Linked DNA regions of Zea mays: region 2 is linked to region 1. The links are chromatin contacts, called in public Hi-C maps. All regions are on one chromosome and are shown on one strand. The core of a region is the stretch at or near the end of the contact, and the rest is flanking DNA. Distances in the headings are between cores, read along the strand shown.

What was found. Hi-C and Micro-C count contacts between places; a contact is called where the count stands out from the background.
Region 2: a contact with region 1 is called in a Hi-C map of leaf, with 4 times the contacts expected there. The contact joins the promoter of LOC100277664 here to the enhancer-like site in region 1. A contact is called at or near these places in 4 of 25 Hi-C or Micro-C datasets (leaf, tassel and an unstated tissue).

Annotation. Positions count from the first base shown.
Region 1 is chr8:116,350,352-116,357,494 of Zm-B73-REFERENCE-NAM-5.0, forward strand. No RefSeq gene overlaps it. Among protein-coding and RNA genes, the nearest start is that of LOC103635734, 45 kb to the left of the region's middle. Within about 2 kb of position 2,335, at least 15 of the 20 cell types and tissues checked have an H3K27ac peak or open chromatin away from gene starts, as enhancers often do. A contact at or near this core is called in leaf, where this site is marked.
Region 2 is chr8:116,434,166-116,441,785 of Zm-B73-REFERENCE-NAM-5.0, forward strand. LOC100277664 reads left to right here and starts at 6,219. Exons shown (of 1, transcript NM_001151171.2): 1 at 6,219-7,620. The coding sequence starts at 6,800. It also overlaps the pseudogene LOC109941852.

The sequences.
Region 1 (7,143 bases), core at 1,085-3,584:
AGTTGTCTCTGAGTGTGTGTTGTGGTGCTCGACTGGAGCTGCTGCCCTGTAGGAGTTGCTGCTTCGCCAGCATAGCATAGGTGTTGGACCCTCTCACTCAAGAAAGAGCGCTCACACCCCTAAAAAACAGAGAACACTAAGAGGAAGGAGATGAACAGTGGATATGGCCGACGAACGCCCCGGCCAGAAGCTCTCCCTCGCCTGTATGTTGGCCTTTATTTACTGGACACCCCCGAGCACGATTACAGCAGAGAGTGGTGCTACATATAGTCGTGGCAGAGCTCCCTTCCACCACCCGGCCCCCCGCCATGTCCGCGCCTGTGCGCTGCGTCGTGCCCGCAGGACGCGTTCGTCCGCACGACCCACACGCGCCCAACAGCCGGCGATTTTCGCGCCACCACTCCAACTAACTCCGATCGCACTCCCTGCATGTGCACGCTCAACCTACCATGGCGCCCTAGCCGATCCAAGCCGGCATCCCTAGCCCAAGCTCATCAGTCGCGACACGGCTGCGCCCATGGCACACACCAGGCTCGAACACGCACACAACACGACGCACGCACGCGCTAACCAGCACACTATCAAGCTTAACTCTAATACTAGGGTCTTAGTTCCTAGGTCCTAGGAGGTGGCTTTGGTTTTGGTTGTAGCTTTGGTGGCGCCGATGTTCTCCTTGTAACTTAATCGGGAGCTGACATTCATGTCTCTCTCCCTCTTTTTCTTTTTAATAATAAAATGACATGTAGCTCCCATACGTCGTTGTTCGAAAAAAAGAAGTATATTCATTTCTATCCAATAGGGCAAGTTGACCCGCAACAATTTTATTTTATGCAACCAAAAGTCACATTATTTGACATGAATTTATTGGTCAAGCCAGGTTTTAATTTCTCATTATGTGAAACGGTCTCTAGCCGAGTTGGTTAGGTGGTTTGAGTAGCACTCCTTAGATCCTGAGTTCGACTCCACATGCTGTGTATGGGTGAGCTAGGGATTCGGAGGTTTTCTTAATCTATGTGAGAAGGTCTTCTTTTTAATATATAATACCGTGGGGATGGTCTTACCCTAGCAGGTCAAGTTTTTTAATTTCTCATTACAGAATACTCTTGTTACTTTGTATGTGTTTTTGGTTAGTAACTGTTCTATGTTTCCTGTTTGTTTCCAACATATGGATTTAAAAATAGAAACATCTATCGTTTGATTATCAAAGCATAATGATTATCCTCGGTGTATAAGCTCGTAGGACCTTGTTATTCGTGCTTAGAGTGATCAAAATTTCTGTTTTTATTGTCATTTGTCATTCATAGCTGGCCAGACAGAAAAAATAATTTTATTTCAGGTATGACAGAAGCATAAAGAGAACCTGTTTCTAATGGAGAGATCATTTTCTTTGCTTCAAGCTGCCACCAATTTGGCTTTGGTGTTTGGTATTTGTCAGAGTCGATGGCTCGATGCAAGATGAAAGAGAGAGGGCTGGTGCTTTGGCTATCAGTTTAGGGCTTGTTCGGTTAGCTCCCAATCCATATGGATTGAGTGAGATTGAATGGGTTTGAATCCCAAACAAGTCAAACTTCTTCTCAATTTTTTTTCAATCACATCCAATCCATGTGTATTGGGAATAACCGAACAAGGACTTAGATGTCTTGAAGCGCATACACACGCTTTTCTTCGACATGGTTGGTTTCCTCAGTTCAAAGTTTTACCACATTTTATCGCTATTTCTTTCAACCATCTATTCCTCACAGTAGACCTGAATCTTGTAAGAACAAAACCTTTTCATTTCTAACCATTTGCCCTTGTACTTCTTTTATGTAGGCTGTTGAAACTGATCTTTCTTCACGGGATGTAAGACAGGTAGGCTTTGCATGTACCCCTAGCTAGGTGCCGTTTGCTCTACAGATGGTCTGGAAGATGGCTGAGTATCTAGGTGCCGTTTGCTCTACAGATGTGTGTGGATATGGGAACAGAGAAGGCCCTCCTCTGGGGGTGTCGACAACAGGAAGTTCTTGGTCCACCCACGCTGGATTGAAGCAGCAAATTTCCGGTGGCCAGCCAGAGGAAGATTTTCGTATCACTGCCCCAAAGGAAAAAAGAGCAGAAGGAAACGAGCAAGCAGGATAAAGAGAATGCTGCAGCTGGCCAGAAGAAAACGAAGGAAGGCCAAAGAGAAGATGCTCTGGCTGGCCAGAAGGAAACGAGGAACAACGAAAGAAACATAGCCGGTCAGGAGAAAGATGGATGATGCCAAAGAAAACGCTGTGGACACACTCGTAATCTATGTTGAGCTCCAAAGGTATCTGACTCATCGTGTAGGCGTACAGCTTTTGTTATCCGTTCGTTCAGGCCCAGGTTGTTAGATCTGGCCCATTACAAATTTTGATGCTGACCTGAAGCTAACAGGGCCTCCGGCTATATAACTTGACACTAGGATGAAGCTATAGGAGTTTAAGCAAATTGATGTGGTTCTGGCACAATTCTTGCCACCCTGATTGAACTAGAGTAAACATTTGTGATTGCTTGCTAGGGGTGTAAACGGACCATATACAAATGGATATTACTGATATATTTGTCTTTGGATTTTTATTTCGATTCAAATATTTAGCCATGTCGTATAGATTACCAACGCATATCGACATTGTTTTGTGATTTGAGTATTCGGTTACAGATATGGTATCGAAACAGCATCGAATGTTGAATACCTATTTGAATCGAATGTTGAATACATATATGGTATTGAAACAGTATCGAATGTTGAATACTTATTTGAATCGAATGTTGAATATCGGGATTTGAATACAAAGGGATGTGAACTTCTTTAAATAATTCGAACTTGAATACATCATTTGCACCTCTATCCCTCTTAGAAGGGACTGTTGAGCACTGAACTGGGCAGCCGAACGGACCAAACGGTCTGTGGTGGCGACGCGGACGGTCCGCACGTGAATAGAATTAGTTAGGGTTCTTGTTTTCTTGCGTGATTTGTTAGCAAACACTGCGGGATTTGTTTGGGAACTGACTTGTAACGGGTACAGACCCCCCTCACATAAACGAAGGGGTACGACCGGTTGATAACCCCACAATTGATCCAATCAAATCTATTTATCAGAATTTACCTTATTTGCATTGTTCCTCCATTTCATTAGAAGTAGGAGTAAGCTAGCCTTAGTATTAGTCTTCCTCGACCTATTTCTTTACCCCTCTTTGTCTTGACATCGTCTAAATGTGTATTGGGTGGCCTGCCAAGCCCAAGGCAACCTTTGGATCTCTCCTCCCGACGGGGTCCCTCTGAGGAGGCGAGATTCAGGTTCTTGGGAGAAGAAGACCCTACGCCATCACAGACCGTCTGGGCCCCAAGCGCAAATCGTCCAGAAGCATGATAAGAAGGAGCCGCTTCTGCAGCACATTCATGGACCATTCGGCCCAGGGCCGTAGACCATCCACACTTCCACAGAGAGCACCACCAGGTGGTATTTTCTAGTGTTTGGTACCAGATCAAGGCCAACACACTTTTTAGCGACTCTGTTAGGGACAAAGATGTTTAGATCTACTAAAAATCGTGTCTAGATTACCAGTTCTAAAGATCACACCAATGTCACCGCCACCAACATCATCAAGACAACCCTAGAGGCACTCCTAGCTAATGACCAACAGCCCTTTGATGACCTCGTGAGACGCAAGGAGGAAGAGGTGCTGCGACAACTCACAGAATGGCGCGAGAAGGCGAAGGAAAAATACCTATCATACTTCACAGTGGAACGCCACCAGAAGATCATCCATCAAGGGAAGATCAATATGGAATCTCTCCTACCTTTGTCTCATGCTCCTATTGTAAGTATTCCAGATCCATCTTTTAAGGCTTTCATAGAAAAACATGAGGATCAGTTAAAACAATAGATAGATGAATCTATTAAAGGATGGACACGTTCGTATGAAAAATCTACTACACCTAGTTTTCCCTCACCTAAACCTAATGTGGAGCCAACCGCACCTAACATATTGGTTGCAAATGGGTCATCTTATACCCAGCCATTTTATGGTATGCCGATAAATATGTTTATAGCACCACCACAACCATCGTTGCCTAGCACGTGACCGGATATTGACACAGTCAGACCGTCCGAGCGTCAACTCAGACTGTCTGACTACATCATGGAACGTCCAGCATATTTTGTCGGATCGTCCGACCCTACATAGGCCTGCACACAGATCACTTAGGTAACACCATATACAGATGAACTGTCCAGGTATAACCTCGGACCATCCGACCTCTTACGCCAGACCATGCAGGTACGTGTACGCAGAACACCAGATGCACAATATGCACCGTTTTTGCACCCATCACAGCAATACTACACTACCCCACCGATAGCATATTATAACAATGCCATGCCTCCTCATATGCACAGGGCGGGATATTCTTCGGCCACTAGAGAGCCTAAGAGGTATAGGGCTGGAACGGTGGCACTAATAGGACACCTAACACGTATTTTGAAAATTCCTGGGAGGAAAGCCAACAAAATAATGTCCGCCAACCTGAGGTTTTCACCCCAAGCTTAATGGATGGTCACTAGACGTGGTGGAAAAATTAGGGACGATTTAGTTGGGATGTTCAGAGACAAGTTCGGTGTTAGTGTGTTAGACACGTGACAGTCGTATTAGAAACCTTATAGTCATCGATTTGACGTCGTGCCATATCCGCAAGGAACTAGGATACCATATTTCTCTAAATTTTCCGATGAAGGTGGAAAAAACACGCATGAGCATGTAAGCCAGTTCTTAGCACACCTAGGAGAATTAGCTGATAGGGAAACCTACCATGTCCGTTATTCTCGTTGTCCCTTATTGGTACAGCATTCGCACGGTACACACCCCTGCCACCTAACTCTATTAACTTTTGGGGGAATTAGAGCAGAAATTTCATGAACACTTTTTGTCAGGAGAGCATGAGTTAGACTGAGCTGATTTAGCTTCAGTCTGACAGGAACACGGAGAATCGGTTAGTGACTATATCTGGAGGTTTCGAGATACCAGAAACCGATGCTTCCAAATCCATGTCGTAGACAAACAACTAGCAGGACTGGCTTTTACAGTGTTGTGATCTTACCTCAAAGTAAAATTAGATGGCACCCAATTCTTTTCATTAGTACAGCTGCACCAATGAGCGTTGGCATGTGAAAGCCAAATTAAAGAGACATCAAAATCAGTTGGCCATAATGTGCATCTAGTGGAGCGCGATAGTTCGATTGATGAACTCGCGGATGTATATACCTCTAAACTTGTTTGGTCAACACAGGCCAAACCTTCGACATGCTTTCCTTTACAGCGGATTCAAAAGAATCATCAAGAACAAGTTAAATTACTTTTAATGTTGTTAAGTGTGACATAATATTTGATGGGCTATTAAAAAGTGGTAACATTAAAATAACTAATACTATTCCTCCTTTAGATAAACTAAAAATACGTGCTTATTGCAAGTGTCATAATTCTTTTTCTCATGCCACCAATGATTATAATGTATTTCGTCGGCGGATATAGTCGGCCATAAATGAGGGCCAATTGAGTTTCCAAGAGACGCAAATTGACAAACAACCATTTTCTATTGAGTTGCATTAGGCTTAGTACTTACTTCCAGAACAAGATGACTTGTGAGATCTATTGTTTCTCGAATGGTGCTAGCAGTACATATGCTTTTCGTTCGTCATCCTCCACCAAAAGGCAATGGAGCATATGTTGAGCACTTAACTAGGTAGTAGGATGGTCTGCGGTGGCGGCGCGGATGGTCCGCGCGCGTGAACAGAATTAGTTAGGGTTCCTCTTTTTTTGTGGGATTTGTTAGCAAACATCATAGGATTTTTTTGGGAACTGGCTTCTACAGGGTCCTGACCTGCCTCCTTATATAAACGAAGGGGTACAACCGACTGACACCCCCACAATCGATTCAAACAAATCTATTTATTAAATTTACCTTATTTGCATTGTTGTTCTCTTATATTAGGAGTAGGAGTAACCTAGCCTTAGTTTAGCTCTAGTATTGGTCTTTATCGACATATTTTTTTCACCTTTCTTCGGCTCGACATCGCCTACAGACGTCTTGGGTGGTCTCTCGATCCTAAGACAACCATTGGATCTCTCCTTACGACGGGTCCCGTCTCCTGAGAGACGAGATTCAGGTTCCTGCGGAGAAAAAGATCCTGCGCCATCGCGGACTGTCCGGGTCCAGATGCGGACCGTCCAAAAGCACACAGGGAATGAGCCACTTCTGCAGCGAGGTCGCGTACCATTTGGTACAGGATCGAGAGTACCGTTAGATGATTTTTTTCAGTGTTGGGTATCAGATCAGGTCGGCGCCAACAGGGACTATGCACTAGTAGAAAATGGCTCAAAGTCTGCGGTACGATATATTTTTACAGGCGGATTCGGTTATGAACCGCCTGTATTATTTTTAGTGGCGGTTCCTTAAGAAAACCGCCACTAGAAATTTATTTTTACAGGCCGTTCCTTAAGAAAACCGCCTGTAAAAATCAATTTCTAGTGGCGGTTTTCTTAAGGAACCGCCACTAGAAATCATTTTTATCTTTAATTTTTTGAGTTTTTTCAAACGACCTTGTTGGGGACTTGTTCTCAAATGCTAAGAGTTAAGAACAAGACAACATAAAAAATGTTAAATGTTAAAGTCCTTCGTCCTTCAAAACATTATGTCCCTTCGGATATAATGAATTCCGGACGAAGGTTATGAAAGAAGAGACCTTCGTAAGTCCGATAGATGATGAAGAAGAATACATATATGAAATATGAAATATGAATAATAATACAGATATTATCATCAATTTATTTTTGTTTTGCATTATCAGAATCATAATAACAAATTACAAATGTACCTTCGGATTGACGAAGAGTAAAGGTACAGGCGTGATGCGAAAAGCAAAATGCCAAATCAGCATGAACAGTACGGGAGTACTGTTCATCTATTTATAGGCACATGACGCAGCCCGTGGAAAATTACATTAATGCCCTTTACATTTATCAGTAACTCTATAGTGATTCTTCGAGGTCTAACTTGGCTTTTCATCATATAAGTCGGTTCCCCTTTTCTGCTGTCATACCGAAGCTTTTTTTGCGCATAGCTTCGTGATCATCTTATCCTTC
Region 2 (7,620 bases), core at 4,969-7,468, 88 kb after region 1:
AAAAAAGTTTGAGAACTCGGTTTCCATAGCATATAGGGAAGTGAAGATGTGAGAATACCTTGTGGCGCTTTTTGCGGGCGAAGAGTTAAGCAAAGCTACTTATCATACATTGACTTTGTAATCAAGTTTTGGTATCCAACCATATTTGCTTGGAATCTGTTTGGAAAGACAGAAATCCATCATTAGTGTGTTTGGAAAGGCAATTAACAAAGGAAACTCTGGACTATAAACAAAGCTATCAAATGTCCTCCTCCCACAGGAAAAGAGAAACTGACAAATGATACACCTGTGCACCGCATTGGATTTAAGAAGATATAAAGAAAATGTATGTCTGCCTAAGCACTAACAAATAGTACATTTGTTTCGTCGGTATTGTCATACCCACAACCTGGAAATCTTTGTCGATTTTGACGAACGCTGCAACAAGCGCACGTGGGAGTACGACAAGGCACTCCTCCATGCAGAACACATGTACGAATGGCATGCAAGACATTGTTCAACATATTATCCCTTGCGTATATGGCAGCTCCTGATTCGTTGTGCCCATCGAAAAGTTATAAATCAACAAAGCACAATGGCAGCCGTAAGATGGGTATCAGAATAAAAAAGAATCAATTATCAACGATATACCATCATCAAGCTACGGCCAAAACACAACATGAGATGAAATCTGATATGTTTTTTCATAACACCATATAGTAAAGATGTGATGTGTTGGCCTACGTCGGCGAGGAGCAGCTCACAGTAAGGTCAAGGCATTGTAATGAGATTATCCATATTGAACACTCAAGCATGTGCAAAATGGATTTTATGATATTCATTGTGAAAACTAAAAAGGAAGAACAAATCAGTACTAAGGAATCATTATTTATGATTCACTTCGCAGTTCAATCATTGCACATTTTCTATTGATGGCTCAAGTAATTGATCAGTACCAACGAATCTGACGAAATTTAACATTTCAGAGTTGCATTGATTTGTGGTTATTATTTGGAGTGGAGTAATAACATATCACGCTTTAAATAATTTTAAGCACAGCAAAACAACACAAACAAATCATGAGACAAAAGGTTGTTTCAACATTTCAGGGTGCTCATGTATCAAGAAGTATGATAAAATTGCAAACCTGTGACTTGGGGTCAGAACCACTACTGAACACATAGCTGCCAATAGAAAATATGCAAGATCCCAAGCTTCTTCAATATGTGAAACACACTGCCTGCTTACCCATTAGATAAGTACAAGTTTAAGGGGCAATGTAATGGTGTGTGTGGGAGGGTGGGGGTGAGGGACGCACCGAAAGAGCTACATCTTGGTAGTTTTTGAAGTTGGCCACGGAGAGGGAGGGGAGCAAGCCCTCGTCATAGGCAGCGGCGATGGGGCTCAGCATGGCCAACATCATTTTTAGTCACATCATATTTACTAACAATTACCTGCAAAATACGAATTATGTATGACATTACCAGCCAGTTGCAAGGATGATGATTGAGGTAGCAACAGCAAAGCCAATACCTTGGGTCATGTAGACCTGAAGCATAGCAGATGTCTTCTCTAATTGAGAAAATAGTATTTAAGAGAAGCAAAATCAGGGGAGCAGGCGCGAGGTGCGTGGGGGAAGGCAGCGTTGGGTCCGATGATCTGACCTGTCCTCCTCTAGGCCCCCATCCTCCTCGTCCCTCGCCGGTCCTGTGGGCTCGTCGTCTCCCTCCCACGGGAGGACAACATCGTCGAATCCGGCGGCCGCGAACTGGAGATCGGGCCGCACCTAGTCCCGGTCGAGCAGGTCGCCGAGGCGTTCGGTGTCGTGGGGGGCGCGGCGGCCGTGGCAGCAGAGGTTGAGGCGGAGGGATCGTCGTCGTCGGAGGGAACCACCCACGCCACCCAATGTCAGTAGATCCTGATCCGTCGGAGACTCGGATGATGTCGGGAGGCAGGTTCAGGGGAGCAGGCGCGAGATGCGCTGGGAGATGCAGTGAGAGAGAGGAGGGGAGCAGTGGCGTCGTCGGTTCTGTGGAGGCCGAACTACACAACTTGAGCCCGCGGAGAGTCAGACGGTGGAGATTGACGAGAGGCAGTCCGTGGCAGTCGGACGGTGGAGATTGATGAAAGGCAGAACGAGGGAAGGCAGAACCAGAGAGGCAGCCTACCCCCTTGTATTCTTCATAGTAGTAGAGATATTTTAGTGGAGAGTGTTGACTACTGCTATACTTTATATTTATTGTTACAGACAGTTAACCACATACATACATACAACATTGTGGTCAGTGGCGGACCCAGAAATTAGCTAAGACCCGGCCCGAAACGACCATAAATTCTAACAGTAGCATATAAAAAAATGTATGGCGAAACAACATTGTCATAGATGTTAAAGATTTGCCGGCTGTTTATTGCAGACAAACAGCGGAAAGCACGGTTAGCACAAGGCACGAGTAGTCCGGGTCTGGAGCGAGCGAATTAATTAAGAAAGCGAAGCCGAGCGAGGAGCTACATACCTACAGTATGCAGGCTGCAGGGACTGGGCTGGGGCACGGCGGAGAGGCACCCAAATCCCAATCGGCAATCGCTAGGCGTGCGCGGCTTGCTGGCGGGCGCTGGCTCGACGGACGCGGACTGGGCGTCTGGGATGCCGGCTGGGCCGCTGCCGCGCTGGCCGCTGGGCGAGCGCTCGGCCTCGGCGGACCCTGGACGCCTGGACGGGATGGCGCCACGGTGGACTGGGGCGCGGCGTGCGGCGGATGGGGCGCGGCGCGTGGCGTGGCGGCGCACTGGAGGCTGGGCCGTGGCGGACGGGGACGGGGCGCGGCGCGCGGAGGACGGGGACGGCCGGACAGGGCGCGGCGCGCGGCGAGCCGGCGAAGTGGCGAACTAGGGTTCGCGCGCGGCGAGCCGTCACGCGCTTGGCGGTCGGCGCTCTGCTAGCCCAAGATCTCGGATCTTCTAAAAAAATTAATGGGCCTGCGCCCCGGGCTGTGGCCCAGGCGGCCATGGGCCTGGGTCCGCCCCTGATTGTGGTATTGCATTATTAGATACAAGATTACACAAGAAATCATGCATATTCAACAAATTATCTAGTCAATAACAATAGTTTATAGACCAGGATAATCATTTTCCTAACGAAGCGTTTAGAAACTCTACATCTAATATGTCGGTGTTCGGACTAAAGGTCCTAACGAACTAGTAAATAATCCTGCGTGCCCAGAATCTAGATGGTGTGCGAGTTAACACAAGCAGTTTATCCTGGTTCGGGCAATGCAAAGCCCTACTTCCAGCAGAGGGGGAATGATGCTTATATTACTCGCACCGGGGTGTCCGTAGTAGGGATTACAAGCACAGCGGGAGAGGGGAAGTCCCCAAGTCCCTAGAACCGATTGAGGCAAGTGTCAGTATCGAAAGACTTGGTGGAAAACTACTAAGTGTTCGCCTGCCCTTGAAGGGACTACTACTGCCCTATTTATACACCTAGGAGATGTATGCTGTGAAGCCCGGGGCCGTCGTATTCCCAAGGGAGATGGCGTCCTGTGAGTGATATGACAGTGTAATCTGTTGTTGACTTGTGCTTGCTTATTTCCTGCTGAGAGCCGAAGTCGAGGCCGAGAGGCTGGCCGTACGCCCGAGCCCCATGGGAGGGGTCGCCCATACCGTAAAAAATTTCATATTAAATCAAAGCTATTCAATTTCATTCATGAAAGTAAAAAGTAATAATGCTCTCATAGAGTTTATTGACCATTAAACAAAAGTTATTCTCAATTTTTGGGATAAGTGTGCATCCAAGCGCTTCAAATAGAATAAAGGAAGGCATCACTATCAGCCTCTACTTCATATGTGTAGGTGTTTTCTTCCTTTGAAATCATTTTTACTTCATTTGCAAGATCAAGAGCTAGGAAAGATGCTTTAGGCATGGGCTCTTCTAAGTTGACTTCATTGTTGACAGTCATGGTAAAATGTGCCTCAACTTTCTTCTTGTGCATGTTTTTCGCCTTGTATCCTTCAACAATGTGCTTTTGCAGACGGTATACCTTGGGCCAATGTCCCTAAATGCCACATTTATAGCATGCTTGGTCTTGCAGACCGTATGGCTTCTATTGTAGCTTCTTTTTATTTGTTCTCATGAGTATGAGGATGTTCGACTATAAATTGCTTCTTGCCTTTTCCATGACTATAAATTGCTTCTTCCTTTGAATGGGCTTTCCTATATCTTGTATGAGATTGCATTAACTTTAGTGCTAATACCTTTGCCATTGGAATAATCATTGAAGTTTGTCTTCGATACTTTATCGTGTGTCTCATTTACTCGCATGATATCAATCAAGTTATTGAACTTCATGTAAGCGTCTTGACGATAGTTGCAGGCACTTTGAGTGACATTCGAATGAAAAGTGGACAAGGTCTTTTCTATCTTTTCATCTTCTATGATATTCTTACTACATGGGAATAGGTTGGTGCAAATAGACTGTAATGGCGAATTATATTCGGCCACAGTCTTGGAATCAGCGGACCGAAGGTGAGCCCAATCTTGTTGTGCTTAGGGAAAGATTGTGTTGTTTATCTTTTCAAATCGATTTTTCTGCATGGTTGAAAGTTTGTTAGCCTTTCTCTCTACCATATATTCATATTTTTTTACGGTTGGTGAGAGATGGTGGTGCTAAAGAAAGTGTAGCGCTTGGTAATTCTGCTCATCAGCAGCTACTTCTTTGTTGCCAACCCCGATGGCAACTTTGAGCTTTTTTTTTCCTTCCAAGTGCTATTTTTACATCAGATACCTGTGTGAGGCAATTTTGGTACCGCGGGCTAACACCCTTAAATGGACGGTTCACAATATCGATCGGCTACACATGATAGATCCAATGGTTAGGTTTACTTCGTGCAATCCATTTTACAAAATGAATAAAGTAGTCATGAGAAGAATAAACACTTCGATAAATAAAGTATTACCTTGAACAAAATAAAAAGAAGGTGTAGTTTCACATGATTTAGATAAATGTGTGCCGATAACGTATTAAGGATCATTTGCTACCAAATGTAGTCGAAGGACTCTTGAGACAAACGAGTAAATTACTTGTGGCTGTATTTCACCCTTTCTAGTCTTGGTTTAATCTTGATTTACACGGTGAAGAAGACTCCTCTATTTTAAGCTAAAAGTAGGATTACAGGTATATGGGCCTTCTTTGGCCCGTTAGGCCCATTAGGTTTCTCAACAGTAGCGTCCGTAGGAGGAGGAGGAGTAAAATACATGGTCCAACGGTTAGTTAATGCTACAGTACCTTGCCGTTGCAACAGTTTATGGAGGAAACACTGAACAATTGAGAACGACCGCTCGGCATTCAACAACGTCGCAGGAGTGGAATGGAGGCAACCTCTGTAGACTTGCCGAGATCTACCCCGGCCCCGGCCCCGGCCCCGGCCGTATTTCATTACTGCCTGGCATTTTTGTGTGTGTGTGTGTGTTGGCGGCAGGAAATTAAACGAATAGAATCAGGAGAGCTGTCGACAAATAACGAAGAAGATTTAGACTGGACAAACAACAGCATCGAAAGAAGATTTTTTTTAAAAAAAAAAGAACAAACAATGACGAACTACGACAACTCTGGCAAACCGAAGTCGCCGGCGGCCGGCGTCGACAGGGATGGGATCTCAACAGGTGACACAGCACGATGCATGGCGATTGCCATGCCAAGTGAGCAGGCTAGGGGCATGTTTGGTTCAGCTTTTTTCTGACCAGCTTTTCTGAGAATCTGTCTGTGAGGAGAATCTAGCTGTGAGGAGAATCTTAGTATTATTAGGATTACGTGCTGAGGAAGATAAAAGTGTCCATAAGACTCAGGATATAGAAAGTGACGGATTCATACTATTGCAACGACTCAACTGATTATGTGTTTATGTTAATTTTGAATGACTTTTACTCAAATGAATTTTATAGAAGCTGACTAAAAAGCTGAGCGTTTGGCAGTTCGCAGCAGCTTTTGGTGAGCCGAAGCTCCAAAAAGCTGAAACAAACACGGGCTAGTTCCTTTCCTTGGTAGCTGCATGCAGGAATCCAGGAACAGGAACTGTGCCACTGCAAATTTGCATGTGTTGCTGCGCTCCAGTGACTTGTCCACCTTTTCATGGGTGTAAGAAGGAAGTGGGTGCAGTGCAGTGCATGCCACATGCCAGCTTCATAAAGCGCAGCTGCTTTTCTTGCTACGTCGGCCTCGGCCATAGTAGCGTTCTCTCTTCTTGAAATCAGGTTTCTTTGTGTAGCAGGCACCGGTTGTTACGCTGCTTCAACCGGTCTGTGTCTAACGATGCGGTTGTTAGGCTGCTTCAAACCGGTCTGTATCAACTGCATCTACAGTCTTGTCGTGCTACGTCCGCTATCGATCATTCGATGCATATCTCCTTCTCAGTAAAATTATAGGAACAAAAAGGACGCATTTTCTTTTCTTTTTTTTTTGTCTCTCAGGAGTACTTCGACAAGTGAAGCTCGTGGATAGCATTGCCTTGCTTCGTCGTAGTTGACAGTTGACACCTATACTCCTACGTGCCGACTCGAGTCCCCGTCCAGGCGTCTATGGAAAGTGATCAGTCATCGCTCACATGCGATCGCGGCCGTCAGCGTCATGGCCCCCGTCCCTGCCGGCCTCAACTCGGCGCAGGTGCGACCCCTCACAGTCACATAAAGACGTCAGGTTCCCCACCCCCGAAAAGTTTTTACCTTTCCTCCCGTCTCCGTCTCCTCGCTGGCTCGCTATGCTGGCCGCCTCCACCGCGCCTCTCCGTCACTCCCCCAACGCCATGAGTCTGTAACGGCACACGTACCATGGGCAGGACCAGAGGCAACAGGGGCGTGGGCGGCGCGAAGTCGTTCCCGTCGCCGGCGTCGTCCTCGGCCTCGTCGTCGGAGTTCGAGTTCACGGTCACGCTGTCGCCGGCGTCCAAGCAGCGGTCGGCGGAGCAGCTGTGCCCGGCCGACGAGCTCTTCTACAAGGGCCAGCTCCTGCCGCTGCAGCTATCGCCGCGCATCTCCATGGTGCGCACGCTGCTGCTGTCCTCGGCGTCCACGTCGTCCGCCTCCGCGTCCGACTCCACCAACTCCTCCTCCCGCGACTCCAACGGCAGCACGTCGTCGTCCTTCTCCGCCGACTGCGGCGCGCTCCTGGGCCCGGACTCGGCGGCCTCGTCGTCTCGCCCCAGCTCCGCCACCGAGGACGACCGCCACCTGCATCCGCCGTCGGCCGCCGCGGGGCTGCTGCCACCCGCCAAGCGCACCGGGAAGCAGTACCTCTCGTCCTTCGCCACGCGCTTCTCCTCGGTCTTCCACCGCGGCGGCGCCGGCGCTCCGGCCGCGAAGAAGCAGCCGTCCAAGTCGCTCGCCAAGGAGGTGATCAAGAAGTACGCTAAGAAGGTGAAACCGCTCTACGAAAGGCTCTCCCAGATCCCCAACAAGAACCAGAACAACGTCGTCAACGGCAACAGCCAACCGCAGCAGAGGTTCAAGAAGCCCTTCACCTTCTCCATCCGCAAGAAAAAGGGCGACGCCGTCGCGGCAGTGGTGGAGGCGGCAGCAGAGGTTGGCGGCAACAAGTACGCGCACTCCAGCTCCTTCTCCGGAAACCTCTGGTTCCCGCGCCAGAAGCGGGC